Regions from separate parts of the Arachis hypogaea genome. Here region 2 is linked to region 1. Evidence: chromatin contacts called from public Hi-C data. All regions are on one chromosome and are shown on one strand. The core of a region is the stretch at or near the end of the contact, and the rest is flanking DNA. Distances in the headings are between cores, read along the strand shown.

Evidence for each region. Hi-C and Micro-C count contacts between places; a contact is called where the count stands out from the background.
Region 2: a contact with region 1 is called in a Hi-C map of leaf, with 2.2 times the contacts expected there. The contact joins the promoter of LOC112727587 here to the promoter of LOC112727584 in region 1. A contact is called at or near these places in 3 of 8 Hi-C or Micro-C datasets (leaf and an unstated tissue).

Annotation. Positions count from the first base shown.
Region 1 is chr12:82,584,338-82,588,993 of arahy.Tifrunner.gnm2.J5K5, forward strand. It overlaps LOC112727584, which reads left to right and starts at 3,201. Exons shown (of 9, transcript XM_025777387.2): 1 at 3,201-3,277; 2 at 3,708-3,787; 3 at 4,439-4,551.
Region 2 is chr12:83,104,754-83,109,297 of arahy.Tifrunner.gnm2.J5K5, forward strand. LOC112727587 (small ribosomal subunit protein eS24z) reads left to right here and starts at 2,170. Exons shown (of 6, transcript XM_025777392.2): 1 at 2,170-2,629; 2 at 3,231-3,365; 3 at 3,529-3,570; 4 at 3,688-3,858; 5 at 4,520-4,544. The coding sequence starts at 3,294.

The DNA.
Region 1 (4,656 bases), core at 1,951-4,450:
CATGCTATTTAGGATGTCTGCTTGACATACATAGTATGAATATTCGTGAGCAAACTTTTGGAGATTTGAAGCACTAGACTTGAGATATTAAGACTGATCACCTTAATATTGATTATTTGGTATAGACAAGACCCAAAAGACGTCTCATAGACGTGAGTAAGGTGATACAGTTGACGATAGGGCTGCTGTAGTTTAGGCTATTGCTGACGGCTTTTGGACAACAAGCTAGAAACTAAGGGACTAGAACTCGTGTAGCTGGAGTAAAGGTTAATGGTGTTTAGTTAGAGGGGTAAAAAAAATTAAGGAGATGTTTGGTGGAGCTGAGTGAAGGATTAAGTTCTTAGTGGTTTATAATTTGAGTGGCGCTGCGGAAGCACGGTGATTTTGATGGCTCTAAAATATTAGTGACGTGAGTTAGGAGTTTTGGGATATGAGGTTGTTTTGAGGAATGGAAAGTGTGAGTGTGTGATTTAGGTTATAACGGGTTGAATCAGACTAAGAAATTAAGGAATTGTTTAGTGTTTGAGATAATGAGAAAGATTTAATATTGTTTTCATTTAGATGGAAACCTTAAAGAGTAAGAAAGAGTGTAGTTACTGAGAAAGAGCTAGACGAAGCTAAGAGTGAAACAAATGGGTATGACTTAGGCTTGAATTTGGTTAAGTTTATGATCTTGTACATGAGAATGGAAAATGTGAATTAGCGTTTGAATTGATGTTGGAAAATGGCAGAATGAATGATATGAGGTCGGTTGAATTTAAGAAAGCATATATGAAGATTCGAGAGCAAATTTTCGAGGGCGAAAATTTTTGTTAGGGGGTAGGATGTAAACCCCAAATAATTAGTAAATAATTAACTAATAAATTAATTATTATTTAAAGAAATTAGAAAATCAAATTTTATAGTTTCATGAAGTAGAAATAATTAAAATATGAATTTTGACACTAATTTTAAAGATTTTGGCCCAAAATTGGCCCAACAGGACAAACCGGTTGGATTGGACCCAAACCGGACTCATGACCCAACATATATAATGCATAACTCAGCCTTCTTCCTCAAACACTTGATGGAATCAGGCTGAATAGGGTAGAAACGCGAAGAAGAACCTTAACCCTCTGTTCCGATTTTCAATCGTCCATAACTTTCAATCTGGAGCTCCGATTGACGAGCCGTCAGCGGCCATGCATTCATCTCATAATTCTCTACAAAAGTCACATATCATATTGTTAAGAATCTAGAAATTTTTTACTCAGCCACTCTTCCCTAATTTCAAAATTTAAGGTTTTGAGTTTGATAGATTATGTGATTTTGATGTTCTAGGCTTGGATTAGCTTGAGGAAACTATTGGGTTTGTTCATTTGATGGGGGTAAGGTAAGAAACTGTTGAACCCTTATGAATTATTGAATTAGTGAACCCTATGATGATTATAGTGATATTGTGTGAATTAGATTGTGTTCTTGTTGATTTGGATTTCAATTGAGCGGTTTGGAATGAAATTCGGGCGATTAAGCTCGAGGAATTGACATTTAGAAGCTTGGAGATTGTGAAAGGAGAGATTTTTAAGGTGTTCCGAGCTTAGGAAGGAATCGGCCAAGGTATGGTTTTGATTTCTCGTAGAGAAAATATAAAGTAACGTGAAAACTTAGGCTAGAAGACCACAAGATAGGAATGAACTAAATGAATTATTGATGGATTATGTATATAGTATACAATGTGTGTATAAAGGATAAATGAATTTGTATGTGCTGGATTGTGACTTTGATAAGTATAAAATAAACATGATTGTTGATATGTTGAGAATTGATGGTGAGTTTATGATATTGAATTGAATGGATTGGTTGAGAGATGTATGATTTGATTTTATAAACAGTTTGTTATTCGAGTTGGTTGGTTTTGGAAAAAAGATTTAATATTAGAATTTGTTTGATTTTGAAATGATTTGATACTAGGAATGATCTGAATACTGAAAGGTATTTGGTTTGGTGGTTGGGACCCTTGAAGGGTGGCAAAAGTTCAAGTTTTAGAAGAGATGCTGTCGAAGTTTTTATGAAAATAGGAGGCTTCATTTGAAGTGGTTATTTAGGAAGATTTAAATTTTTAAGAATTTTATAATTTGATTTCGAGTTATTAAGAAAAGGATTACGTTTTGAGATTGATTTATTTAGAAAAGAATGAATTGTGTTTTGAGTATGAATTGTTAATAAACGAAATGGGACGTCTGATAATAAGGAATGAACGTTGATGAGAATTGATTTTTAAGTATAATTGTTAAATGAATATGAATGAATTATAATGATAATGAGATGATGATGAATGAGTTTGAATTGAGATGATGTTGGCTGATTTTGATTGATATATATATATATATATATATATATTGGCCAGGAATAAATTGAGACACCGGGTAAGATGCGGTGGCGTTGTCCACTCGCTCAGGGTCGGTGATGGAGTTGTATGAGATATGATTAAGGATGAGGTTGGCTATGAGGAAGAGGAAGGTTGAGGACTGAGTTTGATTATGAATTTGAATGAATATGAATAAATTGTAATGATAATGAGAATGAATTTTTGAATGTGACTCCGGGTAAGATGCAATGGTGTTATCCACTTGCTTCGGGAGAGTTCGAGGCTTCGGGTAAGATGCAAAGGCTGAGTTCTGTAACCACTTGAGACTGTAACACAGCCCGGGTAAGAGGCAGTGGTGAGGTTGTCCCCTGCTTCGGGTACGTGGGTAAGATGCAAGGGTTGCAGCATTATCCCACTTGCTCCGTGTTTGGTGTTCTGTCCAGGGTTAGCTACCAGACATGTCGAGTTTGGCTTGATAACTGACAGATGAGACTCCTCGGCCATAGGGCAGACATACATCATATGCATATGTGTGCTTTGTTTGATTGTGCATTAATTGAGCTTGCCTATGTGATTATTATGCTTACCTACTATATTTGCTACTTGTTGTATCTGTATCCTACTTGTATTTGCTTTGTCTGTATTGCTTATTGTTTGTATTTGGTTTATGTTTATATATGTGTATAGATTCTCTAGCTTGTATATATTATATTTTGTCCCTCTTAGAGGTTGACTTGGAGAAACAGGAATTATATTTATCTGTTGGTTTATTTATGGGTTTGTATATATATATATATATATATATATATATATATATATATATATATATATATATATATATAGTAGGGTGTTACAGTTATTGCCTTTGCGGTTTCTGAGTCCAAGAAAAACAAGCAGATATGGAACCTTAAGAAGTCCGTTGAGCTTAGGGTAGTAGACTGATTCCTTTTCCTTTCACCTTTACTCTTCTCAATTTGATTAGTTTAATGCATATCATTATCTGAATAAGATATTATTAGAATTTTGTGTTTCCTTTTCATGATTTTGTCTCCTTTTTAAGATTCGATTCGAAATTTCACTTTCTGTGGTAGTAGGGACGCTTGGTTTGCATTTAATTCAAAACTTAAATAAACTATTTGTATGCTTGTTTTCTTGTTTTAAAATTATGATTTTGTTTTATTTTTGTGGCTTTTTACTTACCAGTCACGATTCTTCAATCATTAGCTTCACCTCAGTTGTCGGTAGACACTAGAAATGCCATGCTTCTAATCTTAACTATTTAAATGAATAAAATGTAAAATATGATTTTCTCATCTTTTTTGTTAATTAATATTAATTATGTCATGGATTGGTGTACCAGACTTCTACAATTGGAACTGTGTTAAGCTGAGATATTGTGATGGAGCTTCATTCATTGGAGACGCTATCTTTGATAATAGGGTAATTATATCACCACAAGTTTACATGAATATGACTTCTTATAATTTCTTTTAAAAAGATAATCAGTGAGCAAATACTATGAATTGTAAAATTTTGACTATATGCATATATAGTCAATTAAATATTTGTCTAGGAAAATTCGTTATTTGTAGGCATCTTTTGAACTTTTCTTTAATACTTTGTCTCCTTTCGATCGAATCTCAGCAAGCCAGAGAAGAAAATGATCTCTAATGTAGTGTCAATATGATAGTTGATTTGTGATATTGAGAGGGAATGAAAGTGAGTCATTTCTATTTCTGGTTAAAACAGAACAAAATTAGATTTCTTAAATGAGAAAATGAAAAAAAAAATTGCAGTAAAATAAAGAGGAAGGTGCTAACAATAACAATTTTCATGAGTCTTCTTGCTTAAAATAAAGAGCTATGCCTCAAAGTTGATAAAAGCTACGACTGAGTGTTGGAACTTTCAATCATCTCCCCAATTAAACTTTGAAGATTATGTGATCTGCAGCTTCTATGTGATTGGAGTCATATTTATGAAGAGGAGGAATGTTTATAAATAAAAGAATTTATGAAATTTGAATGAAAATTTATGAAACTAGTTCATAATTTATGAAATAGAATGTTCATAAATAGAATGATTTTGTTACAGGTGCAACATGTTACACAGTGTAGCAAAACAGAATGCATCAACTTCAAAGTTCAGATACCATTGCACTTTGAAGCTCTCATTTCTCATCCAGATACTAATCACAATAAACTCAAGTACACTAGTTTCTCTCTCTCTCCCTCTCTCTCTCTCTCTCTCTATATATATATATATATATATATATATATTTATATTTGTTTATTGATAATTTTTCATTTATA
Region 2 (4,544 bases), core at 920-3,419, 520 kb after region 1:
TCCATGGCGACGCGTGTGCGTACCTGACACATACGCGTGAAAAGTGAAGTTGCACAACGACGCGTGCGCGTACCTGACGCGTACGCATGACACGAGAAGAAAACCATCGACGCGTACGCGTGATTGACGCGTACGCGTGACATGCACCACGTACAGAAAACGCAGAAAATGCTGGGGGCGATTTCTGTGCTGTTTTTGACCCAGTTTTCGGCCCAGAAAACACAGATTAGAGGCTGTAGAATGAAGGAACACTTCCCGTTATTTTTCAGGTTAGGCGTGGATCCTACGAAGCAAGTGGTCCCCATTCATCAATTGAAGACTTGCTGATTATTTAATTAATTCTTATTTAAACTTTATTTTTATCTTGAAAATAGAAAAAGATATTATTTTAGTTTTAGAAATTAGATTTTTAATTAATTAGGATTAGATATAAAAGAGAAAAGAAACTTCCCTTATGGGGATCCCAACATTAGTTAACTTTTCATTCCACCTCAGCCCAATTTACAATCCTAATTTTCTTCTCTGAATCATGAGCAACTAAACCTCCATTGTTAAGGTTAGGAGCTCTGTCTATTTGTATGGATTGATTCTATTGCTTTTCTATTTTAATTCATGCACTGATTTATAATTCAAGAATTGTTTTTGTTCTTTATCTTATGAAATTGGGTGGAACGGAAGTATGACCCTCTTTCTAATTGAGTTCTTGTATAACTTGAAAAAGCTCTTTACTTGAACAATAGCTTGAAAACAATTTCTCCTAAATTCTAATTATCTGGACTTAACGGGATACGTGACATATAATCCTCTTATATTTGGATAATTAGGATTTTTGTGGCATAATAACTAGAATTAAACATCACCCTCTAATTGGAATTAATTGATCAAGGAATTGGCAGTTAATGAGAATTAGAGGAGACTAGAAAGGTCTAAGGAATTAGGGTCTAGTCACATATAGTTTGCCATGAGTCAAATCTTACATGATTAAAATAGTTAATAAGAAAAGTTAATCCGGAAAAATAGATAACTCTGAAACCTTAACTGTTTCTCCATATTTTATTCCCAACTTATTCACATGCCTGTCTTTAAACTCTGAATTTACTGTTTAATACTCTTTGAACTCTCAAACACTATTTTCTACTTGCCTAACTAAGTGAATCACTTAACCATTGTTGCTTAGTCCTTCAATCCTCGTGGGATCGACCCTCATTCACCTAAGGTATTACTTGGTACGACGCGGTGCACTTGCCGGTTAGTTTGTGGTTAGAAATTTCGCACCACGCGGCTCGTGGCTCCATGGATGGCAGCGACACTGGTTTCGCGATGAGGACGGCGACGACGACATGGACCCCGCGAAGATGACGACAGACATGACGACGACTCCCAGACGCAGCGTCTTCTCCCTCCTGTGACTCTGGTTTGCGCCTCTCCCTCTCCTTCAACGGTGACAAGACGGTGCAGCGGCAGTGATTCCTGTCAGCGCCGTCTTCCCTCTCTTCTCTTCTCTTCTCTGCCTTCCGTTTCTCCTTCTCTCCCTCTACGTTTTCTTTCTTTTTTTTTTTTTTTTTGAATTTCTGATGCTGCTATGTTTGGGTACAAGGAGGTTTGGCGGCTAGGATTTTTTTAGGTGAAAGGGAAAATGGATTTTGGTTGTTAGGGTTAGAGTTAGATGAAATTTAGGTTTTTTTTAGTTAGGGTTAGGGTTAGATTTGGAGATTTTGGGTTAATTAGAATTTAATAAAATCTAAATCAAATTTAGTTATATTATATTAATTTTAAAATCTAATTTAATCTCTCAAAATTATTTTAAAAATATTATTTAATTATTAATTTGTTGATTGTTTTTTAATCAAATATTTTAATTTAAAATATAAAATAATATAATAAATATTTTTTATTTATAAAAATTAAAATTTTTAAAATCTTAATTATTTAAACTATAACATATAAAATTTTTATTTTAATTATCAAAATTTGATTTAATTATTTCTAAAAAAATAATTTTTTTATAAATCTTTAATAAATAAAAAATTTAAAATCGATTCATAATAAAATTTTTCAAAAATTTTAAATCTTACATCTATTTTTTAGATAATTATTTATTTTGTTAATATTAAAACTTAAAAATAATTATTTTTATAAATATGTATTTATATGGAAAATTATTTTACTACTTCACACTCACACGATATCAAAAGTAAATATATATAACCCTAATTTTACATTTTGCCCTCTTTTCGCCGCTGCAGTCTACCCTTCACCCTCACCCACACCCACACCCACACCCATACACAGAGATCAGAGACACCACTCGGCCACTCCTTCTTCCTTGACCACCACCGGAGACTGCTTGCCGGAGACCGCCCGCTCTTCCTCGCGTTAGTACCTCTTCGTCGCGTGCTTCCTCTCGCCGCTTTTCCTTGCGTTCATCCCTCCCTCTTCCTGGTTTAGACGTTATCACCGTCAGTGGTACTCAGTTCCTGCCACGTTGTCGTCCTCTCAGTCCGTGGTCCTCTGTTCTCGCTGCCTTGACGTCCTCGCCGCCTTGCCTTACTGCCGCATCGCCGTCCTCCGTTCTCGTCGGTTCACCGTCCTCCTTCCAGCGAATCAGCTTCATTGTTCAGGACTTCAGGTATTTTTTTATGAAGATCATTTGAGTTTTGTGAAGGTCATTTGAACTGTGAATTGTGAATAGATGTTTTTGGCAGATTCTAAACTAATTGAACTGTGAATTGTGAATAATTGGGAATTGGTTGCGGATATAAACTAGTTTTTGGCTGTTTCTAGGTCGGTGCTAGTACCACCAGAAGAGTACATAAAACTCACAAGATGAAATCTAGAACATAGTCGGATTTTATAATTTAGTTTTCTGTCATCTTACTTGTTAAGTTGTTGTGTGTGATGCTGCTGTTATTGTTTATATGTCTAAAAGAATTAGATATCATGAATTATACTTGTTCACTTGTTCTTTGGTCCTGTTTAGTTGTGGTGAGATCCTCCTATTATTGTTTATTTTTGTTATTTAAGAAAAGTTTGTTTAAAAATATTTTAGGAATAAATAGGTTTAAAAGTGTGAATAAAAGAGTTTTATTGAATTTTTTATGTAGCAATATGCATTTAAATAAAGTTTCTGTTTTGCGGATACATCTGATCCAATCCGATCCGTATACACCTGGGTTTAAGTAAAAAAAAAATTGCAAGTTAGGGTTTGCCCCTTATAAATATGGATGTAGTTTTGTTAGGGTTTCAACACTACACTCTTCCAGCACGATTAGGGTCCTCAAGCTTCAACAAACATGGCTGACAAAGCGGTTACCATCAGAACAAGGAAGTTTATGACTAACAGGCTCCTCTCCAGAAAGCAATTCGTGAGTTCGTTCACCATTCTCACTTTCACACTGTTTTTATGGCTTTATCATAGACTTTAAGTATCTAGATTTTGGAATAATTGGGATCTGATAATGATAGATGAATTGAGCGCTACATACGATTTAGCTGAGCCTCGTTTTCTCTTTAATTGTGTGGTTGTAGGTCATTGATGTTCTTCATCCAGGGAGGGCAAATGTTTCTAAGGTACATTCTGTTTGTTAGCCGAAAACTTTAGATTTAATTGATTTTTGTCAGGTAGTTATTGGTTGGACAATAATGGTGTTTAGGGTTTCTAATTTTTGTTGTGTTTGGAATATGAAGGCTGAGCTTAAGGAGAAGCTTGCTAGAATCTATGATGTTAAGGACCCCAACACCGTGTTTGTGTTCAAGTTCCGCACCCATTTCGGAGGTGGCAAATCCACTGGTTTTGGTTTGATTTATGACACTGTTGAGAATGCTAAGAAGTATGAGCCTAAGTACAGACTAATTAGGGTAAGATAACTCGGTTTTTTGTTTTTCTAATGTGGTTTTTGTTCATGAGTGTAATTGCTATGGAATGAGAAACACTTTCATGCAACTAGGATGTATGTTTTTGTAAATTGTAAGACTGGTAAGTTAGTGCTTACTAATATTAATTGTTATTGGATGACCTCTATGTATAATAATATAGTACTCTGATGCTGTCAGCACTGTTTTTTATTTTTAGATTGGAGTTGCATGGGGTGAAAATATGTTGTTCTTTATTGTTGATCCATAATGTAACATGAAATTGTATACTGTTATGATTAATGAGCATTAACAATAGAGATGTTCCAAAAGATTAATTTGAAAGCTTGTGCATATTAGAATTCATTAGTTTTCAGATGAAATCATTAGCTCTTTTTAGTTGCTGTTTGGCTTCTAACAGTTGCTTCCTCTTAAACAATACAATAATTTGTTTTGCTTGATTAATTACCCCTTTACTATGCTAGAATTTCTTGAGATATTTTGTACAAGACCCTTACCCTGTAGCTTAATCTGACCATTCTCATGTCTTGTCATGCATCCATTTGTTCTTTTTGGTCTTGAGGAATTAGAACTTTTCTTCTTTAATATCTGTGCCATGTTGCTGTGTTTTGCATAATCCTTCGCTAAAATCCTCTGTCATTCGCAGAATGGACTTGATACTAAGGTTGAAA